3 separate regions of the Mus musculus genome follow, and all the other regions are linked to region 1. The links are chromatin contacts, called in public ChIA-PET and Hi-C maps. All regions are on one chromosome and are shown on one strand. Each heading gives the region's core, a stretch centred on a gene start, on an enhancer-like site or on the middle of the called end of the contact. The rest is flanking DNA. Distances are from core to core; before and after follow the strand shown.

Evidence for each region. Hi-C and Micro-C count contacts between places; a contact is called where the count stands out from the background. ChIA-PET counts read pairs in DNA pulled down with a chosen protein or histone mark.
Region 2: an RNA polymerase II ChIA-PET map of memory CD8 T cells shows a contact between it and region 1, with 8 read pairs. The contact joins the promoter of Pgf here to the promoter of Erg28 in region 1. A contact is called at or near these places in 2 of 39 promoter capture datasets (embryonic stem cells and neural stem cells), 1 of 115 datasets of contacts at active chromatin or transcription factors (memory CD8 T cells) and 3 of 9 other capture datasets (embryonic stem cells, liver and macrophages).
Region 3: a Hi-C map of B cells shows a contact between it and region 1, with 5 read pairs. The contact joins the promoter of D030025P21Rik here to the promoter of Erg28 in region 1. A contact is called at or near these places in 1 of 39 promoter capture datasets (neural stem cells), 1 of 484 Hi-C or Micro-C datasets (B cells) and 1 of 9 other capture datasets (liver).

What each region holds. Positions count from the first base shown.
Region 1 is chr12:85,822,504-85,827,504 of GRCm38.p6, forward strand. It overlaps Erg28 (ergosterol biosynthesis 28), which reads right to left and starts at 2,390. Exons shown (of 5, transcript NM_021446.3): 1 at 1,968-2,390. It overlaps Ttll5 (tubulin tyrosine ligase-like family, member 5), which reads left to right and starts at 2,417. Exons shown (of 34, transcript NM_001081423.3): 1 at 2,417-2,583; 2 at 3,950-4,121. The coding sequence starts at 4,048.
Region 2 is chr12:85,175,823-85,180,231 of GRCm38.p6, forward strand. It overlaps Pgf (placental growth factor), which reads right to left and starts at 1,491. Exons shown (of 7, transcript NM_008827.3): 1 at 1,076-1,491. The coding sequence starts at 1,141.
Region 3 is chr12:84,874,135-84,878,620 of GRCm38.p6, forward strand. D030025P21Rik (RIKEN cDNA D030025P21 gene) reads left to right here and starts at 1,668. Exons shown (of 1, transcript NR_028577.1): 1 at 1,668-4,486. It overlaps Ltbp2 (latent transforming growth factor beta binding protein 2), which reads right to left and starts at 2,357. Exons shown (of 36, transcript NM_001370743.1): 1 at 1,622-2,357. The coding sequence starts at 2,097.

The sequences.
Region 1 (5,001 bases), core at 1,140-3,639:
AGCACAAAAGACATAGTGAGAAGGACAGAAGAAATGGGGGTGCGGACATTTCTATAAGTAATCAAATGGATTTCTGGGCAAGCTTGTGTTCCTGCCAATGCTCGGTCACTCTAAAGAGGGTGAACGACCAGTACACCTTGCAGCAAGTGGCACCACATTTACCTTTGCTCAACTAATCCTCCAAAGCACAGCATTGCTGTAAGTCAGAATTCCCTCCACTTGCCTGGAATCAGTATTACGCCTTCATCTCTTCATGCCATCCCTTTGCAATACAAATAGCTCAGGGTGATTCAAAATCTACTCAGATACCTGGACACATCCTATCAAATGTACAGAAGTTGCATCATACACTTGAATGGAAACCATAGTGTAACTGTCTGACTAGTCTTCTTAGTTTCCCTCTGCATGGCTCCCAGACACATCATGTTTCATAAACTAAAACAATCGAAAAGACTTGGAAAAGACCTGTCATAGCTTGATGTTGGGTTTCAAGAAAAGTACATTAGCTATAGTTACGGAACACTTGTGTCCTACACTTATATGTGCCCCAAGTATATAACATCTTATTTCACTCACTCCCTACATCAGGATAGGCAGGCACTATTAGTATTTCCACTTTACAGATGGGGATCAGAACCAAGAGCTAAGTGATTTGCTTAGGTAACATAGCTAATATGTGGCTGAGTGCCAGGGTCTGTGGACTCTGTTGCAATACTCCCTCATAGAATGTTTTGATAAAGTTCTCATCTTTTAAAAAATATTTACTTATTTATTTATTTAGAGACAGGGTCTTACTATGTGGCTAGTCTGGAACTCTACATAGATCAGGCTGGCCTGGAACTCACAGAGATCCATCTGCCTCTTCCTCCTGAGTGCTGGGATTAAAGGTGGGTGCGGCCAGGTGCAGCAAAGTTCCCATTTTTTGAGGAAGCTGGTAGGAGAGAGAGCTAGGTTCGGTACTTTTTGTTTAGCTCAAGCCTCGCTGAGTAGTGATTTCCATCAGCTCTAAAGGGATCCCACAGAGACAATTTGTCATAGCCACCATCATATTGGCCCTTCATTTACCTATTGTCAGGCTAACTGCTTTGGCCTGAAAGCTGTAAGAAACTATCAGGCTTCCCTTATCACTGTGGTAATGTTTCAGTATGATTCCCTACTACCCAGTGTATATAGACATCAAGTGAAGTGATGACGAAAAACCAACTATAAAGGGCTCCAGGAGAGAAAGGGTGGACCCAGAGGAAAGAGGTCTCAAACGGGGACTGTCCCAGTCTAGAGATGCTGGGGTGTGCTGATCTTCACAGACACTTACAGCATATGCCAATCTACTTCTTTTTACTTTCTCCTCTCAACACCAGCTTGGGTTATTTAAAAATCCCCCCAGCCCGCCCCCGCACACACTCCCTTTCAGTAGAACGTAGAACTTACACCCTCCATTTATTTCACAGATCTTAGAAATCCCAGAGCTGATGAAAACACACCAGAGCATTTCTGTATGACTCTACCAATTCTTTAAACCCATTCCCTTGGAGTTATGAGGTGGAGAGAGAGGTGGGGTACACCCTTGCCCAGGTCAGCATGGATGCGATACTAATTAACAATCAATAGAGGCAGACTCCTATCCTAGCTACACCACTCATATCTGAGGGGTTCAGACAAGCCAGTGAGACTCTAGAGACTCGGTTTTCTCATCCGTAAAATGGGGATATAAGCCTCTATCTCGAGGGTTACCCGATAATACATGAGGAAAAGTGAAAGCTCGTTGCAGAGCTAGGTTCATAACGACTGCCCGTTCACTCACCCATCCCCAGAATTGACCAAATCTCCATTTTCCTAGCACCTCCTCTTGGACATCGTTTCTAGACTCCTCCACCACCACCTCCGGTTGCTTTCCAGGCAACCCCCACTTTCCTAAATTTTGCAGATAGTTTTACTCGGGTGCTACATCCCACTCCAAATTCTCCTACCTGACGATCCAGTACTACTGCAGCAGTATCAGCAGCATCCGCAAACCAGCTCTCCCTAGGCCAGCTCCGGTCCCAAGTCCACCTGGGCCACTTGTTCCCGCCCCCTCCCTCAGCCCAGCTCCAGGATTGGGTTGTTTTTGTCAGTCCTCGTTCTGATTGGCTACGCTGGCTCAGTTCGAGCAGGCGATAGGGAGTGAACTCCTTTGCTGCCAATCAGCAGTTGCCGCCGCCTGAGCCTCTTCCTGCTACGCCGCTCACGCGGTAAACCCTTCTGTCGAGCGTGGCGGAACTCTGAGTTTGGAGTCAGTCTTTTAGGGGTGGGGAAAACGCAGAGAGAAAAAGGAGCCAAGAAACCTTCTGGTGACAGCCTGGGTTGGCTCTGGTGTCTGAGCGCGCCGTGGTGACGCCATCCGTCAGCGCCCGCAGCCGAGCGTTGTTCGCGCCGCTGGCGGGCGCCTGCGCAGTGGCTCTTAGCGGGCGGTTGCTTGTTGGTTGTTGTAGTAACGGGGGAAGCAGCCTTCGGCGGCTGCGTTGATTCGGGCTGGGGAAGGAGGAGGGAGGTGAAGCAGAGCGTGGTCCCCGCCTGCCGGCCCCGAGCCGTGAGAAGATGAGACAGGTAAACGCCTGCGCCGGCGCGCTCCGGGGAGGTGCGCTCCAGGGTTAGGCGGGCGCCGCTGCGCTTCCCTCCGAGCTCCGGAGCAGCTGTTGGCTTCCGGGCGTGCTGGGCAGAAGCGCTGCGGCAGAGTCGCCGCGTCCTTGCCTGCGGAGCTGCCTGGGGTTGGGGTGTGCTGGGCTGGAGCTGGCGGCTGGTCCCTGTAGGGGCAAGGACTTCCTGAGCATTTATCTCGTTCTACTCTTCAGGGAGCCGAGGAAAGGTGGGCATCCCTGAAGGTTTTAACTTAAAAGACTCTCAAGCATTTTTGGGTAAGGTCGAGAAGTTCCTTTAGGAATCACCCGAAAAGAATCATTGAGGTTGTTTGGTATTACTCATTTCTGCTGAAGATGTGTAGGGTCGGGGTTAGTCACTGTTGCTGCTTGCTGCAGTTGCTTTGTTTTTGAGAGTCTTATTGTATAAGTCAATGCACAGACCAGCAAAAGCTTGGAGAATTGCCACGAATTGATTATCTTTGAGTAGTGACATTAAGGTTAAGCGTTTTCCCTAAACGTTTCTATTTTCTCTATAACGAACATGAAACTTTTTCTCTATGGAAAGTGTTTGAAGTTAGAAGCCTGGGAATTGGAGATTTCCTAATTTTATGTGTCTACTTGATATCCGGATTAAAATGTGTGATTAAAAAAAAAAGTACCAATAATTAGAGTATTTGACTTCCCCTTTCCCCGGCCATTTATGTGATCCCTGCTGAGGAGAAATATTTTCACCACCCTTTTATTAATAGTTCGGGTGATTTGGTTTTCCTAGAAACATAACAGCTTATTCTGTTTGCTTGTGGTAGAGTCTGTATAAATATTGGCAAGGGTTTTGAACCTTGGATTTTTATTTTGATCCTGGTCAGATTTGTTTAGCAAAGAATTTTCTAAACATAGGCTTATCAACTGTCCACATCAGTGCCCTAAAGCCTCTCCTTTGGTGCTTGCTCTTTTATTATATAAAACGACTCAAATTCAGTAACAGCTTTTTAGATACAGCAGAGACAGTATCTGTTTGAAAAAAATTTTGTGTCATACCCTTTTAATCCCAGCAGAGGCAGGCAGATCTCTGAGCTCTAGGCCAGCCTGGTCTACAAGTGAGTTCCAGGACAACCAGGGCTACACAAAGAAACCTTGTCTTGAAAAACAAAAACAAACAAACACAGAAAAAAAATTCTTGATTTTTGTGATATGTGAGGTGCACTGTGGCAGAAGGTAAGCTTCTAGAGACTGGAAAATACTCAGGAATATATTTCTTTTCATCTTAAAGATCATGCAAAAAATCCTGAAGTATGCAACTGCATTGTCTTTGAAGTCCTTTGACTTTCTTACAGGAGTCTGTGCCATCCAAATTGTTTGATCCAGTGAGACTGCAAGGAAGAAAGGTCTCTGAGGCCTCTGTGTGCTGACTGTATGACAGACCCCAAAGGAGATGCCAGTTGTGATGGCCCGGGACCTGGAGGAGACAGCATCGTCCTCAGAGGACGAGGACCTGGCCAACCAAGAGTGAGTGACAGTCAGCCCGCCCTTAAGGGGGGGGTTCCTTTATTCACCTCCAGGTTTCCTTCTTTGTGTTGCCTGGCCCTAGCTTCCATCTGTGTTTGGAGTCAAGATCATATTATTCACTTCCCATCCTTTTTCAGAAATTCGAAGGGTGGGCTTATGTTTCTAGGCCTCTAAGTCAATATCACCTTTAGATGTTCTAAAGTTCAGATAGGAACTCAGGTGAACTTGGTTCCCCACCCCCTTCTGCTTTGTTTTTGAGGTGGGGGTCTCTCATTTCTGTTGCCATACCTCCCACCACATCTGGCGCGCTCTCTCTCTCTCTCCCTCCCTCTCTCTCTCTCTCTGTGTGCACATTTTAAAACAGACTCGCCTGCTTGAGTTTATGTGCAGCATGGGCATGCAGGTTCCTGAGGAGGCCAGGGTACATGGAATTCCTTGGAGCTTCAGTTACAGAGTTTGTGGCAGCTTGATGGAGTGCTGGGAAATGAACCTGGCTCCTCTGCAGGAGCAGGAAGCTCTCATAACTGTTGAGCCATCCTTCTAGTCCCTGCAGTTGGCTTTGTTGTGGGTTTTGGGGGATTGAACATGGGGCATCAGGCTTCCAAGCAAGTACATTTACCTGATGCACCATCTCCTGGCTCTAATAGGTGAACTGAGTGCAGTACGGATGTGGAAGTCAGAGGACAACTTTCTGGAATCTGTTCTCTCCTTCCATCATGTGGGTCCTGGGAATTGAACTTGGGTCAGGTTTGGCGACAAGCACCTTATCCGCTGAGTCATCTTGTCAGCCTTGTGTCTTGACCATAGCTTCTAGTAATTGAAAAATTGGAGATTTTGAAAATTTTAGAGATTGGTGAAACGTTAAGTTCTTAGGCTCTGA
Region 2 (4,409 bases), core at 241-2,740, 650 kb before region 1:
AAGGAGGGGGCATATTCTTGGGGCTCGGCTCTTTGAGCCCACCCCAAGCTCCTCCCCCATCCTCTGCTAAAAACCACCTGACTTTCTGGCCTCAGTTTCTTCACTTGGAAAAGGGTAGGAGGCTTCTTGTGTTCCCAAGTGCTTGTAATCCTGTGGGGTCTCTCTTCTGCCCAGCCCCCAGGCCAGTCCTGCTGGGCCTACTACAGCCCGCCTTGGCTGGGTGCCAGAGCCCAGGGGGAGGGTGATCAGCTGGTGGGAGCTCAGGGGCTGGAGAAGAGGCGGCGCCATGAGCTGGTGCTGCCTGCCAGTAACGTTACACCTCGAGCTAACACTGCAGCAAGCAGACGGATGGCCTGGCTGCTCGGCAAGGGGACTGGACAACCCACCCACTCCTGGGCTGGGGCTGAGGGCTCCCAGGGCAGTGGGCAGTGCAGCGGGCAGTGCAGCAGGAAGGGAATGCATTGGCTTTGTCAGGATTTTGCTGCCCAATCTGGCTCCCTGCCAGACTCACCCAGCTCCTGGGAAAAGGGCCCTGCTCACTTCCCCAGGCCCTGCACTCAGGACCTTCTGACACCCACCAGGAGGAAAGGGCACGGCAGGATCCCTTGTCATATCTGAAGCCCACCCAAGAGCCCTCTGCTCAATTGGAGCAATGGTGGGGGAAGGGCCTCACCTCCCCACCTCAAGCTTCTTTAGTCAGCTCCTTCCCCACTAGGCCAGGTCAGAGGTCCTGGGGGCGCCTGGTTGGTCATGGGGCCACAACCCTGACCACAGGGCCAGGGAGCTGACTGGGATTAGTGGACGGATGCTTTTTGCAAAGCCACTAGGGCTCCAGGGGCTAGACAGGAAACCTCCCTCATTCCCTGTGGCTTCCCTGCCCCCACTAAGACAGCCCCCAGGAATTGGGGACTGCCCAGCCAGAGGTCTCCTCCCTGAGGTCCAGCCCAGCCCCTGGGAAATATGTGGGCACCCTAGCAGAAGCTGCTCTCTAAAGTGAGTCTGTAATTAAAGACCATAGCCCCTGTTTCTACGGCTAGGATGAGAAGGTCAAGAGGAAGCCAGGCCAGGTCCTTACCTGGGAATGCACAGCCAACCCAGCTAGGACCTGTAAGAAGCAAGTGAACAGCTTCATGACCAGCATCTTCTCAGACATCCAGAGCCAAGGTCCTTCAAGGCACAATCACCATGCTCGTCCCCCTTGGGGGAGACGCTGATACCAGAGGAGAGGAGAGGAGAGGAGTGTCCCCCTCACTGCTGTCCTAGGCTAGGTCTCTGCAGTCTGCCTGAGCATCCACAGAAAGCCGGGGAAGTCCGGAGCTCACAGGTAGGGCTGTGGCTGAGGAAACTGGTGAGGAGTGTTCCGGCGAGTCGGAGCGATGTGAAAGGATCTTAGGGGTCCGATGACCCTAGCTCCTCTCGTGAGTGAGCAGAAGTCTGAAGATGCGGTTTCCTTCTCAGACTGCAGCTTCCCTACGAACTGAAGCTAGTCGGCCGCTGGTTTTCAAGACCGTGTATGGGGCGGGGCTGCAGCCTGCCCGCCCACTTCTATCTCGAGGCCCCAGGAGCAGCCCGGGAGCGCTGAGAGCCGGTTGGCGGTGAGACCTGAGTGCGCGTGACCCCGCAGGGCGCTGAAGGGGCGCTGCCGGCGCAGATCTCCTGGCCCCTCGGAGCTAGGCGTTCATTAGCTTGCCCCAGGGTCAGCCCGCAGCGACAGCCAAGGTTGCACCTGGCTCTTCTGGAGCCTCCAGGTGCGGACGTCCAACATCTGCCTTGGAGATGGCTGGGTACTTAAGTGACCTCTGCAGGGAGTGCAGTACTAAGAAGGCAGCATCTTGCTGTGGCCCTTCATGACCAGTGCCATCCCTACACAACCCCGGGAGGAGAGGTGACAGGATTACTAACCCCATTTTATAGACTAACAACCCGATCCTATGAGAGGGCACCACCTGCAGATGCTGAACAATGTTCATATTCACACTAGGAAAGTGTATGTGTGCCCGCGGGCATCTGCCTGCGTAGACAGGGATCTGGCAGAGACAAGACAAGCTACGTGCCTCCAGAACCGTCCCTCTATTCCATGTACTATCTGACCTGGTAGGCAGGCACAGGGCAGCCCAGCTGTGGGCTGTACACAGGAAACACCTCGGGGCACCTGGCTAGACCTAGGTCCACCACCACTTCCTCCTGTCAGGTCAGGCCAGCCTATTAGAGGTAGGGAATGGACTAACCTGGCATCACCTCCCGAGCCCAAGCAGAAGAGGAAGTGTTCTAGAGCAGCAGGACATGCTGAGGAGAGGTGGTGTCTGCATGGGCACTTGTGTATACCTATGAAGCTGTGTGTATATGTCACCCACTGAACGTGCCCAGTTACACTGTGTGTCGCAGATCTGGGTCTCTGGGTATCTCTTTGTACTTGTGTGCAGCCATGCATGTCTGTACTTTTGTGGTAACCTCCTGTGTTCCTGAGTTGTTCTTCATCACCTACCATTCTAACAAACCTCTGTGACCAGCTTGTGGGCTGGTTGCAAAAACCTGGCAGCATCCAGAGTCAGAAGTTGGTGGGTGGCTGTGGGGGAGGAGATGGGCCTGGGAGGTGGCTCTTGGATCACATTCCATTCAGAGGCAGGGAGGCTAGGGCAGTCCTGGCTCTCACCCCCAGTGACCTCTGTGTCTGTGGCCTGCTGCCCACCCACAAGGGGCTGCCAGAGATGCTGCCTCTCTGTCTGGTAGGCCCTGAGGCCTGCAGGTCCAGGAGCCAGGGGCCAGTCACTGGCCAGCTAAGCGGGGGTTGCAAAGAACATTCTGACGAGCTCCAACATGCTGGGGATTGTACAGTAGACAGATTGTCTCCCTGGCTCCAGAGCATGGTTGCGGGGTCATTGTGCATGTGGATGAAAGTGAGCTGACCCAAGGATGCTGTGGATAGGTAGCCAGGATCCACACGTGCTCACAGCATCTCGTGTACACCTAGGCATTGAAGTGCATCTATTCCTAGATGGATCTGTGGATGTGGGCACAAGTGTGTGCCCTTTAAACATTTTTTTAATACTAACTTTACTTTGTGTGTTGCTATGGTGCATGTATGGATGGGAGTGGTCAGAGAACATTACCTTCTGATGTTGGCTCTCTCCTTCTACCATGTGGGTTCCCGAGATCAAACTCAGGTTGTCAGGTTTGGACAAGCGCCCCTATCCATTGATCCATATCACCAGCCCAGGTGTGTATTCTTAATTATCTGTGTAATATACACCTTGGGTATCCTGACTATCTTGAGCACACACGGATTGGGCATATTTGCCTGTAATTGTACCTGAAGATGGATGTGTGCATTGTGTGCATTCATTTGTTCATCCGTCATTTCACGTGACATCTTCCTTTGGCTCTACTGTGCTGTAGGCTCTGCTCCAAACGCTGGGGATCCAATGCAGATGACCCCTCCACATTTCCATTTGCACAGATGGCTGCAGATGCTCACGCACTCCTCTTCTCCTGCATGAACTTAACCCCTTGGGTAACATCTGGGCTCCCTGTAAGCGCCTTGAGAGGTCTCTTGTCCCTAAACCTCAGACGCATGTGTTTTGGTTTGTGGGATGAATTTGCTAAAGCAGGTAAGGTAGCAGAAACCAGGAAGACTCCAAAACCTCCATGGCACGAGGATAGCTCATCTCCTTCAGGACAAGTGAACTGACATCTCTGTTCCCGGGTCCTGAGGCCCTACTTCAGGACATGCATGCAACTAACTTCAAGCTATGGCTTTCATTTTCTGAGTCTGTCTTGCCATCTGCAAAGTAGGAAGCAACTCAGTAGGGTCGTGGAAACTATAAAGGCACTGTGTGTGTGTGTGTGTGTGTGAGAGAGAGAGAAAGAGAGAGAGAGAGAGAGAGTGAGACAGAGAGACAGAGAGAGACAGAGAGACAGAGAGACAAAGACAGAGAGACAGAGAGACAGAGAGAGAGACAGAGAGACAGAGACAGAGAGACAGAGAGAGACAGAAAGACAGAGACAGAGACAGAGAGAGAGAGAGAGACAGAGAGAGAGAGACAGAGAGACAGAGAGAGAAGCTAACGGTAGTTCTTGGGCACGGTCTCTAATTCAATTTTGGATTCGTATTTAAAAACTAGAAATACTACAGTTATAGACTAGAATCTTTCACAGCACAGAACAAGACAAAAGCAAAATAAGGACTCTATCCTCTGCCAGTTTGGGAAGAACCAGTGGATACAGGGGTTTGTGCACACTTAAGCACATGCACACACACACACCACCATTCTAGCACGATCCATTCCATCGGCTATCCACACAATCCTGGCCATTCACTGTCACTGAGGTCCTTTGAGTAGATTCACCTGCTGAAAGGATGGCATGGTCCATAGTCCCAGTTCAGCCCTTAGCTGCTTATCAATATGTTT
Region 3 (4,486 bases), core at 418-2,917, 950 kb before region 1:
GGCAGCCTCATCTCCAGATGTGCCACTCTGGCCCTCTCCTTCCTCGTCTATGCTCTAGGGCCCCAGGTCAGTGTCTCTTCCCTGACCATCTTCACTATATTGTACTGCTCCATTGCCCTTGACAGAATTGTCCTGTGCTTTTAGAAACACATTCACCAGCACATACTGCTCGTGCCTCCAACTTGATTTTAAGACATTGGCTTGCCCTCCAGCAGGTTTTGTATTCTGTGGGTCCCCGAGCCCTCTCCCATGCTCAGCACATGTAATCATGCAGTTGCCTGCACAAGTCAGAATAGAGGGGAAAGCTGAAACGGGGCAGGTGTCCTGCTAACTCTCCTTGAATGGTCTTACGCTGGAGCCACTTGGCAGCACTCAGCTCTATGCCCTGCAGACTTTAGGCTAGGCCTCCAAAGGTTAGTAGGGAATTCATTTAGACGCAGAGAGGGCCAGCTACGTGCAGGCACTGATCTGCTGGGAACATGAAAGCTAACAAAACCCTGCTTAAGCAGAACTTGTATAAGTTTGAACACATACATAGAAATAGAAATACGTGAGGGGGGAATAAATGCTATAAGAAAGCATAAAGCTGGATGAGGGCACAGAAGGGATGAGACACGGTGAACTTTGCTAAGATACAGAAGACCGTTGCAGGCAAGAGAAGAGTATGTGTGCAGAGCAGGAGGCAGAAGATCCTCTGTAGTGGGACTAGGCGTACAAGCAACGGGAATGCTACCTGGAACTACAACGGACAGATAAACCAGGCTCAGGCCAAGGGCTGCCAAAGCCCCTCCTAGACTAATCAATTGCACCTTGCCCAGTCTGGCATTGCCAGGCTCCTGTGCCTTCACTCCAGAGACACCTGGGTACTCAGGAGAGGTCCCCAACTCATTAAATCCTGGGCAAGGCGTTGTTGGGGCGGGGAGGGGACCTCCTGTGATAACAGAGTCCAGAACCCGCAGCGAGTGGTGCAAAATAATAAGTTGAAGAGTTGGAGCGAGGCGTGGCTTTTCAAAATGTGCAAACAACGCTGACATCTAGACTTCCTGGAACACAGACCCAGTCCCTCGCACAGGTCAGGGCAGCCTTCTCTTTCACAGAGCTCCTAAACCCTTGCCTAAGTCCTCTGCGTGTCCCAGCAGACCTGAGCCCGGACTATACACTTGTCTTGGCGCGCCTGCTTCGCTGTCAGCCCGTTCCTGGAGATGCGTCTGTCTTCGCGCCCTGATGTCCCCACTCCCCCCCCCCCCCCCCCGCCCAGATCCTCCACCTACTGGCGCCCGGAGCCAGTTTATCCTTCTCTGGGCCTCAAGAACCCAGAGCGCCCACCCAGCCACTGCAGCTCGTTAGCCCAGCACAGAATGAGTGAGAAACGCACACGAGCTTAACGTCGGGGTTCTGGGAGAACTGGTGTCCAAGGGAACAGATAGTAGATTTATTTTCCCCAAAATAACTTTTTGAAAGCTGGTCCGAGCCCCGGTTTCGGAACCTCGGAGCGGTTTCTCTAGTAGTTACTGAGGACAAAGGGACAGGACCCGCACTCCACTGAAGGCGTAACTGTCCGGGATACCCGCATCCCTTTGCTCCACCCCGCCCCCAGCCCTATCCCCTCTTCAGTGCTCACCCGGTGAGCCGCCCTCGCCGTGCAGCCGCGGGTCGCTGAGGGGTTTCCAGGCGCGCGACAGAAGGTGCAGCCCTGGCTGCTATCTGCTGCTGGCCCCGGGGATGGCTTCTCCGAGTCTGGACAGGTGGCTGGACTCGACGCAGCTGCTGGGTTCGGGGTGGCCTCCTGGCCTCGGCCTCTGCGAGCCTCCCAGGGTTCCCCTGGGCCGGCTGGTTCCACTCAGAGGGCGACAAGCCGGGGACCGGCGCGTCAGGCTCTCGGAACAGACTGTACACCTTGGCTGCAGCCGCTGCGGGGTGGCTGCCCACGGGGTGCCACAACCGATTCGCATCCCTGCTAGCTGGTTCGTATCTCCCTATGGAATCCCGTTGGGCATGACTTGTCCCCATCAAGACAGCCAGGACAAGTGGCAGGAAGCCCCTCCAACGCACCCGTCGGATGCATCCGGAGCAGCGAGCGGTGGTCGGCGCTCTCATGGCGCCAGAGTGGCTGCAGAGCTGTGGGCACCGGAGACCTCGCGGGGAGGTGCTTTCCATCGTTCGCTCCACAGACCCGCCTGGCGACTTGCCCCTTCCCGTCTAGGGGACCTCTGAAACAGCCGTTTGGGGGTCCAGGGGTTCCTAGGTAAGGGCTGTATGGCGTGAGCTGCCCGGGCTGCGCACCGAGCCCGAGCCTGCCGCACCTTCGCTCCCGCACTGCCGCCGTCTGAAGGGGAACCGAAGGGTTTTATTTTTGGAAACCGCCCCCTGCTTTTTCGCCTCTTTTATCCACGCCATGCCCCCCTCCTTGGAGGGACAGCTCGGCCCCCTTATTACGGGAGACAAGAATTCCAGCAACACCCTCTTTGGCACCGAGAAGCGAGCGGGCGGCGAGGGGATTAACCCGTGAGGAGCTGCGGGCGACAGGGCAGACCCGGGGACTGGAAAGACAGATGGCGTCTGCCTGGACCAGCGCACCTGAGCTGCCTTTTTCCTGTCCTGGGCAAACTCAAGTTGTCCACCTGTCCTGGATGTATTTTCTGTTCCTGACCTCACGGACCCAGATGAACTGCTTCTCGGGCCTGAAGGAAGCTGGGGAAGGTACCCAGACCGGAGTAATGGGGACCGAGCCCGAGGCATGCGCGCCTGGTCTCGTTGCTTCCACCTCTGACCGCTGGGGGCGCTAGGCGAGAATGCAGGTGTCCCTGGGGCAGCTCCCAAGAGCCGGTTGCCTATGGGGAAGGGCAACTTGGGGCGCGCGCCCCCTGGTGGAGCTGGTCACACCCTTGGCCACCGTGTTTTGTAGCGACACACTCTGCCAACCTGCTTAGAGCCTAGATCTTAATCTGCTTCCTGTGGCGCCAAGCCTTGACCTGGGCCTATGGTGATGGTGGATGCCCGCTGGAAGAGTTGTTCTCTTTTTACAAAGGTAGGCATGGAGCCTCTTGAATAAGGTGACTAAAGGAGAGTATTGCTAAAGATGGAAATAAAACCCAGGCTAGTGGCCTCTGGCCCACAGTCCACTCTTTGAACTCCTACCACCGCCCCTCATTCCTTGGAGAATTTCCCCAAGGGGCTGCATGAGCCTTTGAGCCCTGCTGGGCCGGGTTCTCACACCTTCTTGTATTGAAGGGGACAGGGATGTCCGTTGCCTCCCACCTAAATTAACCTTCTTCCCTGTGTCCCATGCCCCAAAGCCTAAAAGGCTAGGCATATATGGTTTTCCTGAAAGTGTTTTCACAGCCTACTGGCTCCTAAGCAGACAGGATAAAAGAGCCTGTAAAGGCACCAATTACAACTTCCCATACCAGCCCCTCCCTTCCCAGAATCCTAAGTAATACCTAACTGGATTAGAAAGTCTCAATATTTGACACTGGCCTACGGAGTCCTCCCTGCCCGGCTGGTTTTCTGACCGATCTGAACTTACTCCTGCTCGGTATTCATTACACAGTACCCTCACAGTCTCTGCTTGGCAAATGTTTGATGCATTGTGACGGCTCATCTCTCTACCTAGAGTATTCATCTCCAAGAGGTCTTCAGGACTACCTCTTCATTTCACCTCACAGAGCAAACATCGGCCCCTACAGTGGCCATGTGTGTTCTTCCGCTTCCCATTCCTGTGAGGAAATACCCAAGCTTGCCCACTTACAAGGGGAAATCATTTCCTGGGGCTTTGTTGTTGTCTTGGGTTGGTTTGGTTTTTGTTGTTATTCTTTGGTTTTGGTTTTTCTCAAGACAGAGTTTCTCTGTTTAGCTCTGGCTGTCTCCTTTGTAAGACAGGATGGCCTTCAGCTCAGAGATTTGTCTGTCCCCTGAGTACTGGGATTAAAGGCATACGGTGCCACCTCCCAGTTCTTCCCTCCTCTTTTAAAACATATTTTAAAAAATTATTTTCAGCTATGTGTAGGTGTGTGTATATGTCTACATATGGGTGTGTGCACACGAGTGCAGGGTCCTTTGGAAGCCAGTTACACAGGATCTCCTGGAGCCGGACTTACAGGTGATTGTGAGCCACCCAAGGTGGCTGGGAACTAGGGACCTCTAGGGACAGCAAGTGCTCTTCACCACCAGCTCTCTTTAGCTCCATTCTTCTTTACTTAATACATGTCAGACAGGGTCCTTGGCTTGCCAATTTCTACCAGATACAAGAACTAAGTAACTAAGTAGCCTTTGTAACTAAGATCAACTTTAGAAGCTAAAGAGTTGAAAGCTATTCAATTCCATCACGATCATATCTAATTTAATCCTCTTCCTCTCCCCACTGTATCCTCATGAAAAAGCTGCAGGCCCTATAGTGGGGAAAGTGGGGTGGGTGGGGTCGGATCTGTTCTTCAGACTCCCCTTTCACGCTCTGGCTCTCCAGGGTCATGTTTCCACAGGAAGTGTC